Linked DNA regions of Macaca mulatta: regions 1 and 2 are each linked to region 3. Evidence: chromatin contacts called from public Hi-C data. All regions are on one chromosome and are shown on one strand. The core of a region is the stretch at or near the end of the contact, and the rest is flanking DNA. Distances in the headings are between cores, read along the strand shown. Region 1 holds the start of NOL7 (nucleolar protein 7). Region 2 holds the start of RANBP9 (RAN binding protein 9). Region 3 holds the start of TBC1D7 (TBC1 domain family member 7).

Region 1 (4,199 bases), core at 1,145-3,644, 290 kb before region 3:
TCTTGACACTAAGGGAAAAAAACAAAACCACTGACTGGAATGGCAGATAGCAAAGGTTACTCAAAATATGTTATATTATTTCATCTGACTTTACAAGCAAGACACTCCCTTTCATTACCAACACCCTCAATTTCTACTCAGGAGCTCTCAGTTTGGAAAGCAACAGTCACTCCCCAGTACACTGCCACCAACTCTCAATCATTGGAAGATCTTCACAATGTAAATCTGAAAGCCTATTAGCAGGCTTCCAAAGCAGCAAAATGCTATGGGCAATGGAGTTCAAGTGAAACACTTAATAACAAGTTATATAGTATTTGAAATATGAAGTGAATGGTAGTAGGCCTGCCTCATTTCATTTGGAGAAATCACAAAGGATTAATTTAATAGTGTAGGCACAGGAGACAGTGAACAATGGAGAGAGAAATGTAAATGGACAGAATACAATACACAAGCATTTGCACAGGAGAAAGGCCACACAAAAGCGGAAGTGATGGGAGGCGGGCGGGCCAATTGAAAAGGTAAAGATGACACTTGAGCTTGGTTTTAAAAGATGAAAGGGAATTTGCCACCAAATAGATTTGCTCTTATGTTTAATGTATTCAGGATCTGAGTAACTCTTGGTAGTTTTTTTTACTGAAAATTTGAGAGCCACTGGCCTAAGCAAAAAGGGGCTAAATTTCTGAATTTAAAGCCTTAAGGAGAAAGAGGATAGAAACAAAAAATACAAATATTTAGAAGGCTAAATTTAGTAGGGTTTGACCGATTCTCAAGGACGACTATACCTTTTCGCTTTAAACCATAAAACACCAAAGATGCTAAATGAAGTGGGGAACAGGGAGGAAGGTCAGGTTGGTGGTAGGTAAGGCAAGTATGGGACAAATTGAGTTTTCAGAGCCTGTGGATAAGTGCCTGCTACCCCACTAAATGATTCAAAACACTCTGTATTCACCACCACCTACTCTGCCCTAGTACAATAACAGGCAATCAACAAAATGTACTGAATGAACACAATGGGATCAGGAATTCAAAAAATGGCAAAATAAGTGAAACATAAAGTTACCTCCTCCTTTCGCACCAAATTCATATACCAAGGTAGCTTTTAAATTTGGGTTCTACAATTCCTTCAGCTATATGGAGTCAAATAAATGTACCAGTATATAATTCAAAGATGAGTGTATATAAGCAAGTAATATAAGAAGATCCATTACTTACTTAAGAGTCTGTGAAGCTGTGGTTAACTTCTCTAAAATAGTGTCTGGAAGGAGTTTTCTTTTCTTTTGGAATGAAAACGTTTAAAATTAATAAAGTCATGTACACAGTATGTCCGGAGTTGCTTCTGAAGTTACTACTTCTAAGAATGCCCTACATCTAGGCAAAGAAATGAATTAGGTTGGAAACTGCCTCCACTCCAAGTTATGGGAAGATTGGGTCCACAAAACTCCATATTCTCTGAAAGACTTGATGAAAACTGGAAAAGGTGCCCACGGTATTCCAACCCTCAGGTCACTGTTACAAACTGAAAGCCGTTAAGTAATGTCCACCTGGAGCCAGTTCTCTGTGTCGAGTGTGTACCAGACAGCAAAGCAACCATACACCAAGTCTTGTACAGCCCTTACAGTTTACAAACCACCTAATTCTCACAGCAACCTCTTATTTTCAGTTGGTGGACACTAAAGGAGACGAGTTTTTTTTTTTTTTTTGAGACAGGGTCTCTCGCTCTGTCGCCCAGCCTGGAGCGCAGTGGTGTGATCTAGGCTCAAGGCAGCCTCGACATCCCGGGCTCCGCCCACCCAGTCCCCCTAAAGTACTGCCGCGCCCGGCCCAAGCATCTTTCTACCACTGTCAGAGAAAATCTTGGTGACTTTTTCCCCACTCAATATCCTACCAACCCAAATTACATCCACCACGAGAATTATCCGCAGGCCAGGTTGTTTTAATAAGACACCTCCCCCCTATCCTCTAACCTTCTGTTCGATGAACAGCTCCTCGCGTCGCTTCCTCTTCTCCTTCAGGAGCGTTTTATCCCTGGGAGGAAGGGTGACAAGTCAGCAAAGGGAAGGACAAGCGGGACGAGAAGGGGCGGTTCTCCCCGCCCGGCCGCGGGCTCCAAACCTGCGCACGGTCTCCCGCACTCGCCGCTCCTCTTCTCTCGCTTCCGCCTGGGCGCTGGCGAAAGTCAGCTCCTCCGGGGCTTCGTCGTCAAACTCATCGTCCCCTTCCTCGTCTTCCTCCAGCGGCTCGGCGGCCGCGCCGCTGCTGGGCTGACCGAGCAACAGCCCGTGCTCCGCCTCCTCCTCCTCCGAGGCCGGCTGGCCCTCGTCCACCATCGCCTCCGCCGACGCCGGGGCGCGAGACGCGCGCGGTCGCAGCTGCACCATGTCCCACGCAGCGCTAGACCGTCTGACCTCTGACTCGGAAGTAACTGCAAGCGAAGCGCAAGCGGACTTTCATCGCCCCCTGCAGGTTGGGAGGTCCTCAGGACGGGCGGGGCGCATGCGCGAAGCCAGGAAGGGCGTGGCCTATGGGCAGTGGGTGTGTTTCTTCCACATGGCTCGCCAAGGCCGCCGTAGGGTCGGTTGGACGCCACGGAAAATGCTCTGCGGGCGAGAGCGGCTGGCAGTGGGGCTGGTTTCAAGGCAGGGAAGAGCCATTGCGCTGCCCTCCTCGGCTGGGATGGCGAGACAGGGCTGGCACGGCTCACTGTCCAGTGCTTAGAAAACCGGTAATAGCGGGTCCGAGGCGCTGCTCGCCGCAGTTTTTTGGCCCTGGGTTCCGTCAGGTGGATCCAGCTTATCAGTGTTTGTAGATTTGGCTGCGTTCGCTCCGCACTTCGGAGGAGATGGCGTTTCATGGGAAGAAATGCGCTCTAGCAGATGGCCGCCGTGGCCAGTCAGCCCTCCTGTGACGGACGAAGACGCTGGCCACAGACCTCGGCTCTAAAGAAATTTGCACAGCCCGGCGCCCTCGGCCTGCCCAGCCCCTTAGCCGCGGCGAGGCCCGTTAGGATGTGGGCCCTGTGGGAGCGATGCCCTTCCTGGTTCCTAACCCACGGCCTGGAGCAGCAGCTGGCCCGTGGCAATGCTGAGCAAATCTCCTGAAGGAATGGCTTCGCCGGTCCCTACAGAATGCACCCGAGTTTTGTCGTATATACACATACGTACTCTTTTTTTCCAAGTATATTTTATTTCTTGGCAAACATGGCCCTTTGTGATCGCCGTGTTTCTCTCCTCCCATCCATTATACAATACTAAATGATCCATCATTCTTTGAACAAATCAAGCCGTTTCACACCTGCAATGCAATTGTACCGACCGTGCTCTTCCCTCTACTGCTGCAATCCCCCAGGCAGAAGTCCTTTTCATACTTCAAAAATTCCCACCCAGGCAAACTTCAAGCACCTTACCCCCTACCCCATCCCACTCTGCCCACCTCTATCTGCTGTGGTCTGAACCCGCACAAATGTCTATGTAGTTTCTGCGCTGCGTAACAGTTTGTATGACAGTTGCTCCAGCCGTTCTGTGAACTCCCGAGGGGAAGGACCAGGTCTTGCTAGTCATTTTATTTCTAATGTCTATCATATGGCAGATGTTTAATAAATGCTAAGTTGAATAATTCTATCTCACACATATATTGTGTTTTTAATTCTCCTTTCATGTCTTCTGTTTTAGAAGCAGTTCCCAATTTAAAAACAACAAAACCAAATAGGAACAAAAATGGTAAAACTTAAGAACAACAACAAAAAAAGCTGCCGAACCAGAGGTTCATTATGAGAGGAATTGCAAAGAACAGTTTGAAATCTGTAGGCCTTAGTCTAAGATAGATTACAAATCAAAAATATAATCAGACTCCCTGAGATACTGTGCTAACACTAGGAAAATGAATACAGTTAACTTGGAGCAGCCCAGGAACAAACTTCTTATAAGCGCATGACGGTATTTTATGTGCAAAACTGCTTTATAAGTACTATAAGACTATTACAGGTATTACCAGTGCCCTCAGTGTAAACTCCTTGGCCCACCCATGTAAAGTGTAAATCGAGCCCTCAGGGTCCCTGACTAGTTCTCCAGCCACCCCATAGGCTATGAGCATCCCTCTTCCCCACAAAAAGTACCATTGGGATTTATTAAAGGTTATGCCTTGTAATGCAGTACAAAGTTTTATATGACAGTGTCTTGTTGCCTGTTTCTACAAAAGCCAAG
Region 2 (4,267 bases), core at 1,214-3,713, 390 kb before region 3:
TTTTCTATGTCTTCAATAACATATTTTTAAGAGGCCATAAAATATTTGTTTCAGAGAGTAGGTCTGAAATTGGGCCCGAGATCCACTAAGTCAAGAGGAAGGGGTGCCTTTTTCTAATTGGTTGGCCTCTTTTTACACTTCCACTGCCCAGAAGGGATACCTTAAAAAAAAAAAAAAAATTGGCACGAATGTGCTATATGTGCTCCTGTAGCATAACTCCACTGAATAGGGTATGTGATAATTTCTTCGAGTCCCTTCAGGTTGGGCATTTGATTTACTTCTATATTTAATCTGCCATTAATACTTCTTGTTGAACATTTTTTGGCCTGAAGTATTTTCATATTTAGATTGTGTTGTTTGGCTTTTTTTGTTTTTGTTTTTGATAGATAAGTCAAAAGGTATGAATTCCTTTATGTCTCCTTATAAATATAACCAAGTATATAGCTTTCTAAAAGGACATTATCAATGTTCTCTATCTCCTTCTGAGTGAGAAAGTACCCATTTCACAGCATCCTCCCCCACAACTGAAATCATTAATTTCTTGATGGAGAACAACCAGTCCCCCTTATAAAATGCTTCCAACAAAATGTTAGACAATTCTATTCCTTGAGCTGTTCCTAAGATACGGAAAGTTCTAGATAGTTCCTAAGTGTACTGACAGAAAAAAAGTACATCTTCATAAATGTTTCAAGTAAGTTTAATGAGGCCTGGAGCCCATTTATTCTACCATGGCTATCGTACATTCAAATAGAGCTTGGCTTACATTGAACTCATTGTGACTGTAATATAAATGAAAGTGTTAGAACACTGTAAATACAGTGACATCATGTGATTTAAAGTGCAGTGGTTTTAAAAAGTCATCAAACAGGTTAAAATTAATGGATATTTCTATTAAAGTACAACAGAGGCCAGGCGTGGTGGCTCACACCTATAATCCCAGCACTTTGGGAGGTGGAGGTCGGTAGATCACTTGAGGTCAGGAGTTCGAGACCAGCCTGACCAACATGGTGAAACCCCGTCTCCACTAAAAGTACAAAAATTAGCCAGGTGTGAGCACAGGCCTGTAGGCCCAGCTACTTGGGAGGCTGAGGCGGGAGAATCGCTTGAACCCGGGAGGCGGAGGTTGTAGTGAGCTGAGACCACGCCACTGCACTCCAGCCTGGACAACAGAGCGAGACTCTCTCTCAAAAACAATAATAATAATAATAAAGTACAACAGAACATCTAGTTGTCTGGGTAACTGAGGGAGAAATTAGGCCGAATGACTGTTATTTGTTCTGGCCAGATAATGTTGGCCTTAAATTAAATCACCTTTGGCCTACCTTCTTCAAAACGAAATAATTTTCTCTTCGGCAAAACATTTATTTGACCAAATGATTACCATCGTATCTTTGGAAGCAAACAAAATATCAGAATTTACATCATATAATTTACACATGCAAAGCCCGATTTTGCCAGCTAGGGAGGGATACGCTAAACAAAGGGAAGTGGTGAAAACAAAGTAGTAATGTTATGATGGGTCAGAGAGCAACACTTGGCAAGTTGTGCCAAATTAGTCGACGAAGCACTCTATTGGGAATTGCAAAGTAGGAAGTCCTATTTTTGACTCTGCTGACCTCAGTAAATATTTCCTTGTTTTAAAAATGGGCATAATTTTCTGTTACCTAAGAACAGTTATGAAAATTAACGAGTCTATAAAATGTTCTGACGTCTCTAGAAGCCCTTCCTAAACACACACTATAATTGTGTATTCATACAGTGCCTGCTCCTGGTATTTGAAGATATGCCGGTTTTTATTAATGACACCTTCTACCACTAAGTTCACTGTGAGTCCTCGTAAAATTAATTAATGAAATAGCCACTATTTTAACTGGGAGACTGCCTTCAGAAGTGGTTTCCCCTGCCCATATGGTCAATGTTACGAAATTAAACACTGTGAAGTACCAAAGGCAGTGCGTTCCTCTTTGGAGGGAGGCGGCAAACGGGAACCGGACTGAGAAGAGAGCTAGCGGCAGTGCGCGGGGAGCCTCAGCCGCTCCGCACGCCCCGAGCCGACGGGTCCTAGAGCGACCCGGGGCCCGGGCTCGCGGCGGCCCCAGCGGGGCTCGATTACTCTCGCCTGGGCGAGAAGCGGCGTCTCGGCTCGGAGGAGCCCTACGGTGGGGAGGTGGGGCGACGACAACAAAAAGAAGTCAAGTGGGAGGGGATTCGCCGGCGAGGGGGGAGACGGCGGCCGCCTAGCGGGAGGAGGCGGACATCTCCGAAGGGACCTGCGGCGCCGGGAGCCCAGCGATCCTGCCCACGAGCGACTGGCGGGTCCGGGAGGGCGCCTCGCGGCGTGCAGCCGGGAGCCCCGCGGCCCGCCCCTCGCGCAGCTCGCGCCTCTCTCGCGCCTCCGTCCCGCCCCCTCGCCTAGCACCGCCCGCGCGCAGCGTCTCGCGCCGGCCGGGCCCGCCCGCCGGGAAACAGCCGCGAGAGCAGCGGCCGCGGCGGCCGCCAGCGCGCCTTCCCCTCCCGCGCTACCGCGTCGCCCCCGCCCTCGGCACCTCGTCCCCGGGCCGCGCGCCCGCGCTCCGGCCAACGTTCTCTCCCGGCCTCCCGGGCCCGCCGCCCACTCCCGCGTCTCCGAGCCCCTCAACCGCCGCGGTCTCCCTGGGCGCGCGGCCCGCCGCCTGCTTCCGGGGCGGGCGGACTGGGCGCCTGGTGCCGGCGGCCGCAGCGACAGCGCCCCCGGGAAGCAGAGGAGGAAGGAGAGAAGAGGTGGAGGTGGCCGCAGGCTGAGTCGCGGCCGGGATGTCCGGGCAGCCGCCGCCGCCGCCGCCGCCGCAGCAGCAGCAGCAACAACAGCAGCAGCAGTTGTCGCCGCCACCGCCGGCGGCCTTGGCTCCAGTGTCCGGAGTCGTCCTGCCGGCGCCCCCGGCCGTCAGCGCCGGCTCCTCTCCAGCCGGCTCGCCCGGCGGCGGCGCGGGCGGCGACGGCTTAGGGGCCGCGGCGGCCGCCCTGCTCCTCCACCCCCCGCCGCCGCCGCCCCCGGCCACCGCGGCCCCGCCGCCCCCGCCGCCGCCCCCGCCGCCACCTGCCTCAGCGGCCGCCCCCGCCAGCGGGCCCCCAGCGCCTCCGGGCCTCGCCGCGGGCCCCGGCCCGGCCGGAGGCGCCCCGGCCCCAGCTCTGGTGGCGGGCAGCAGCGCCGCGGCCCCCTTCCCGCACGGGGACTCGACCCTGAACGAGCAGGAGAAGGAGCTGCAGCGGCGGCTGAAGCGCCTCTACCCAGCCGTGGACGAGCAGGAGACGCCGCTGCCTCGGTCCTGGAGCCCGAAGGACAAGTTCAGCTACATCGGCCTCTCTCAGAACAACCTGCGGGTGCACTACAAAGGTACTGGGCTTGTGTCCTGCCGTGGGAGTGGGGCACTGACCCGACGTGGCCGGCCACCGCTGCGCCGCTCTCGACCCGCCCCCGACCTCCCCCGACCCCCGCCCTCGCGGGCTCTGCCCTCGGAGGCCACTCGCCGCTTGTTGTGCTGCTCCGGGTGGGCGCGGGGGTCGCGGTGAAGGATCCGAGGGTGAGGGGCGAGATTCTTGGAAGAGGAGGGTGAGTAGAATGCTCCAGGGTAGGAAGGAGCTGGTAATCTTAGGCCAGGAGCAGGACACCTTGAGGGAATCCGGGATGACAGGACAGAACTGGCTTTCTGATTTCCCTGGGAGATAAATCTTGGGGCTTGGGTAGAGGAATCCATGGACTCGGAGTTGGGTTACATTGTTCTCCAGGTGGTGGGTCAGGCGTTCTCCTCTTACAAGGAGGGAAGAGAGGCACGATTCTGAGGTATGATTTCTAATTAAGAGAGAGCAGGGATACGCAGGGGGAGGAGTAATCAAAATTAGGCCAGAGATTGTCTAGGGGGACTAAAGGACAAGGGACCCAAGTTTGCCATCAGTATATCTTAGTGAAAGCAACCGGGAGGGTAAGAGAAGGGAACCCCAGGAGCACCATTTTTCTTAGGGGAGCAGAAACCTACCTCTCCCGATTGGAAGTACTCTATACAGGTCCTTAGGTGTTGATGTTATATGAAGCCTTGTTGAAAACGAAGATGGAACAAAATGCAGCTTAGTATTTTGAAGAAAATTGGCTTATGTTTTCCACCTGCAGTTAAAAACAACAACCTTAGGTTTGTGCTTGCCCCCTTCCTTCCTCACCTACCTCTCCTAGGTTAAAACAAAGCTTGAAGCAAATCAGTTGTATATAAAATTATGAATTGCTATGGGAACTATT
Region 3 (4,722 bases), core at 1,517-4,016:
TAGGTGGGGTGGGGAGAGTAGCCTCTGGGAGGGGACATTTGATCACAACTGAGGTAAGTGAGTGGCCCATGCGGCAAGCAGAGGGTAACGTGTTGCAGGCACAGGGAATGTGAGAAGGTCCTAAGGTAAGGCAGTCACTCATAGTAGCTGAGATTGAGGTAAGAGAAGGTAGACCATGAGAAGTGTTGTTAGGCTGTTGTGAGTACTTCAGTTTTTCCTGTGAGAGAAATGGGGAGCCACTGAAGGATTTTGTGCAGAGGAGGGATATTTTTAGATTCATTCTGGCTGCAGAGTTGACCAAAGTCTCAGGGTGTTATCTCTTAGGGAAGCTTCCACATATTCTGTTAGCAGCTCATCAAAAAACAGAATGAAGGGCAGTTGAAGGCACCAATATTGCTGTCACCATTCAGTGAATAGCAGCCTTGAAAACTGATTATATGAATTGGAGTTATCTTGTCATACCCAGATAAATTAGAGTCCAGAAATGAGGGAGAAGAGAAAGTATTTGGGGCACAAAGTGCCTGCCCAGGAATTATATTGAAAGCCAGCTGCCAAGGTGACCTGCTATATAACCTGAAGACCAGTTTTACCTAGTAGCTGCTGAAACTCTAAGACTAGTTTTACTTACCACCTTCTCTCACAAATTAGAGCTTGCCTGCTCCTAAAAACTTTGCTTAGGGTCAATGAGCTATCTTTCAAGGCAATACATAACATTTCTCTAATGAAACCTCCAACCATCTCTTTGTTCTTCTGAAGACCACCCAAGTCTGTGTGTATGCCCTGAACTGCAATTCTGTTTTCCCAAATAAAATGATTTAGAGACTCATCTTTGTATTTTTAATTGATCTTGACACAGCCAATTCACATATATCCCTACTGTGCCACATGCCAGGCACCATGCCAAGTACATTACATACTTTCTCATTTAACCCTTCCCACCTTCTATATAATCACCACTATTGGTGATGATTTTATTCTATTATTATTTTTTGAGACGGAATTTTACTGTTGTTGCCCAGGCTGGTGCCATCTCGGCTCACTGCAACCTCCGCCTCCTGGGTTCAAGTGATCCTCCTGACTCAGCCTCCGGAGTAGCTGGGATTACAGGTGTGCACCATCACGCCCGGCTAATTTTGTATTTTTAGTAGAGATGGGGTTTCACCATGTTGGCCAGGCTGGTCTCGAGCTCCTGACTTCAGGCGATCCGCCTGCCTCAGCCTCCCAAAGTGCTGGGATTACAGGCGTGAGCCACCGCGCCCAGTCTTGGTGATGATTTAAAGACAAGAAAATGAAATTGTAAAAGTTAGTGACCGGCCCAAGGTTTAGATCAAGTAAACGGAACCTGTGTAAGGTAACTTGAAGAACTCTGCTTACTCATGTGAACACTACCCAAGTAAGGTTTAGTACCCCAGTACTGAGGAACTAAAGATGGTGGTGGTAAGGGGGTGGGGAGAGGCATCAGTGTTTGAGTTCAACCACCACACGTTTCTTTTTTTAAGTTCTGTCTAGCCATTATACCACACATTTGTCTGCACTATAACCGGACTTCTGCACTGTTGATAGTCCTAAGTTTCCTCTAAAGCTTGGCATCTGTGTGGTTTATTTGGTAGAGATTTGGACTTTCAAAGGGACGATACCCATCACTGGGGATTTCTCTCAAACCCTGGCGGTTTAAAAACCTACTTGGGCACTGCTGCTCAGCCGGTGGACCAGTGAGGCAAGCACAGAAATAGAAAGCAAGCATTTGTAAGCGTTAGTAGCTACTTTAAAGAGTAACTTTGTTCTGTTAGACCTACTAATAACAAATCGGAGCTTGTATTTAGCACATATATATTTTTTTAACTTTCATTTTTCTCCCATTTTATAGTATTTTACCTGAGAGGCTGAATATACTAAGACAATGGCCAAACCTAATATAAAAACAGACCTCTAATCCACAACCTGCAGCAACCTGCCCGGAAAACCAGTCCGTTATCTACAATAAGCAACCCAGGGAGCCTGCCTGCTCTAAATCAGACTTGCAGGAAGCCAGATTGCCGTCTCTAGCAACAGTCTAGGAAGCTGAACAATAACTTCTGTAACAACTGGGCTCCAGTGGCCAGGACTTAATAACTGATCGCTTTCTTAATTTTTGTCCTTGCTTCCAAGTTAGGACCGACCAGAGAAAGGCAACTATGCCCCCTAACCAATCCCTGGGATATTTCACTTCTAGGGAGCTGCCTCCAGACTCCGGTCTGCGCACACCTAAAGCCTTCCCTTTTGTCCACCCTAAAGCGTCCCCACTCCTCTGTCTGCCTTTGCGTCCCTCCCCAAAGGCAAGGGACAGTGGCTGACGCCTTTGCTCTTCTCGTTCAGATGGTCTTCCATTTATTCCCACACACCCGGGGCGGGGAGGAAATTAGCAAAAGCAAAACTCGGGTCCTGCACGCAGGCAGCTTAAGTATGGCCCTAGGGCTCGGGTCTCCCCTAGGTAGGAAACTCGAGGGCCGGAGACGGCAGTGCAACCCAGGCACGCGCCTTCGGACGGCCGGAGTAAATGGTCGCGAGATTTTGCAGGGTAGCAAGGGCCCGGGTGCCTAGGGTGGGAGAAACTACACAAGCCTGGAGGCGAGTCTAGCCCTTTATCCCGTCGGGTTTCACCAACGAAACCCCGAGCTTCCCGGAGTGAGGGTGGAGCTTCCTGCGCGCGCCCTCTGCGCATGCGCCGGCCCAGTGCCCGCCCCTCGACCTGGAGTTGATGTCACATCCGGCGGCGGCGGCGGCGGCGGTGCTGAGTTTTGTCTCCCGGGCCGTCGGGGCGCGCACGGGTGTCCCAGGTGTCCCGCCATCTCCCTCCTTCCCGCAGGACTCGCCCCTCCTGGCCCTGGGCTCCAACGGTGCCCGCCTGCCCGGCGGTCAGTCAGCGCACAGGGCACGGCTTCCTCTGCTTCTCCGGACCACTTAGTCTCAACCCGGGCGTGTTTCCACTTCTAGAGGTGAAGCATCCATCAGAGAGAGAATGGGACCTGGGGTCTTGGACCACGGTGTTTTTACTTTTCCCATCAGGTGGACGCGCATGGGCAGGAGATTTTATTTGCAATGTTTCCTCCTAGAGGATGCCTTTGTCATTGTAGTGCAATCTAAGAATGGGTGTCCTTAGACAACAGGGACCGACCGAATCGTCATGCAACTGTTTGGATGCCTTAAAAAAAAAATAAATCCCCACACTCATTACGCGTTTTATGCTGCTGACTTTTTTATTTTTAAGACATCTGCTCCCGAAAGCTCAGAGCCATTTAGCATTTCATTTACTAAACGAATCCTAATCTTTCCTGTGACTGGATCAGTTCAGAGGATATCTTTTCAATAAGGAAGGAAGCCCTCCCCTGCTCACTGGGGACGTCTCAGGATGTTTAAACCTGAAGATTTACTCTTGTGCACAGAGCCTGGAAGCATTTGCGTGAGGCAGTGCCGTGCTTTTTTGGGAAATGCATCACATCTTTTCTGTTCTTGAAACGCCAAATCTAACTTGGTCTTTTTTTGGATGAGTTACCTCCAGTATTATGAAGGTTACTATGAAGGAACCTGAGACCACTGAACTTTTTGAGTTCTTGCGATAGATTTTAAATCGTTTTTCTGGCTTCAACTCTGACTTTAGGATCACTGTCAATCGGCTACATTCTTTACTCTCTTCTCCTTATAATTTAATGCAATTTATCTGTTGTAAGTTTTGAATTTTGATAGTTACACTTAATAGAATTGTGTTTAAAAGAAAAGTGAGGAACTCGTGGCTTTTTACTTTTATATAACTTAATTTTTCATTTTGCAAAATGCCCATTTAAAAAAACAACTAAGCTAAAGAAAGGAAATTAAAATCATCTGGAATCCTACTACCTAAAGATAACCATTGCTAACATTTTGGAATAGAGTGTTAATTTTTAAAATACATGAAATTTGTAAAAAAACAATGAAATCATAGTGTATACTGTTGGAGTATAGTTTTTTTTGACATATCTTGCCTGGCTTCCATTTCACTTATTTTTTTTTCTTTGCACATTTATAATAACTACAGAATGTTCTATTGTGCTAGGCATTCATAGGTATAGTGGGAAACCTAGTGCATAAACCTTGTGCCATGTATTTTAGCAGCTCAGAGAACTTTTAACGTATATCTTGGGTTTTGGCCAAGATGCATAGGTGGATGGTTGTAGAACTGAGTAAAAGGAAATCTTTAATATTGGGTCCTATGCAAGGGTACATCAGATTTATTGAAAAGGTGGAGAACATCATTGAAAATTATTCTAATTCTTGACTCATTGTTTCTACATTCACTTTTCTCCTTCGTCTCTCTCTCTTTCTGTGTCTCCTCCAAGAATGAAATATGACTGACGACTCTCAGAGAAACTTTCGTTCAGTATATTATGAGAAAGTGGGGTTTCGTGGAGTTGAAGAAAAGAAATCATTAGAAATTCTCCTAAAAGATGACCGTCTGGGTGAGTGCTTTTTAAAATTAATCTCATTGGTTCTCAGTCATTCCACATGTTCTTAAGTAAGTATTTTCTTAAAAGACATCCAGAAGCATTGGTTGTTTGTTGTATTTTTTAGTGATGTGTTGAAGCAGAATGGTGTATTTTGAGAAAAGTTATAGATTTTTCAAATTTATATTTCACTGAGGGTCAGAAGTTTTTGAAAGGTTTCTTAAGAAAGTCGTTAATATTTTTTCTTTAATTGAACCTATATGTA

What was found. A called contact is a pair of places that touch in the nucleus more often than the background predicts.
Region 1: a contact with region 3 is called in a Hi-C map of fetal cortical plate, with 3 times the contacts expected there. The contact joins the promoter of NOL7 here to the promoter of TBC1D7 in region 3. A contact is called at or near these places in 4 of 14 Hi-C or Micro-C datasets (fetal cortex germinal zone, fetal cortical plate, fibroblasts and 1 more).
Region 2: a Hi-C map of liver shows a contact between it and region 3, with 4 times the contacts expected there. The contact joins the promoter of RANBP9 here to the promoter of TBC1D7 in region 3. A contact is called at or near these places in 2 of 14 Hi-C or Micro-C datasets (fetal cortex germinal zone and liver).

The regions. Positions count from the first base shown.
Region 1 is chr4:169,500,845-169,505,043 of T2T-MMU8v2.0, forward strand. NOL7 (nucleolar protein 7) reads right to left here and starts at 2,395. Exons shown (of 8, transcript NM_001261675.1): 1 at 2,113-2,395; 2 at 1,965-2,025; 3 at 1,213-1,274; 4 at 1-8. The coding sequence starts at 2,378.
Region 2 is chr4:169,399,851-169,404,117 of T2T-MMU8v2.0, forward strand. It overlaps RANBP9 (RAN binding protein 9), which reads left to right and starts at 2,464. Exons shown (of 14, transcript XM_015135575.3): 1 at 2,464-3,373. The coding sequence starts at 2,794.
Region 3 is chr4:169,786,420-169,791,141 of T2T-MMU8v2.0, forward strand. TBC1D7 (TBC1 domain family member 7) reads left to right here and starts at 2,767. Exons shown (of 7, transcript XM_015135574.3): 1 at 2,767-2,975; 2 at 4,353-4,472. The coding sequence starts at 4,361.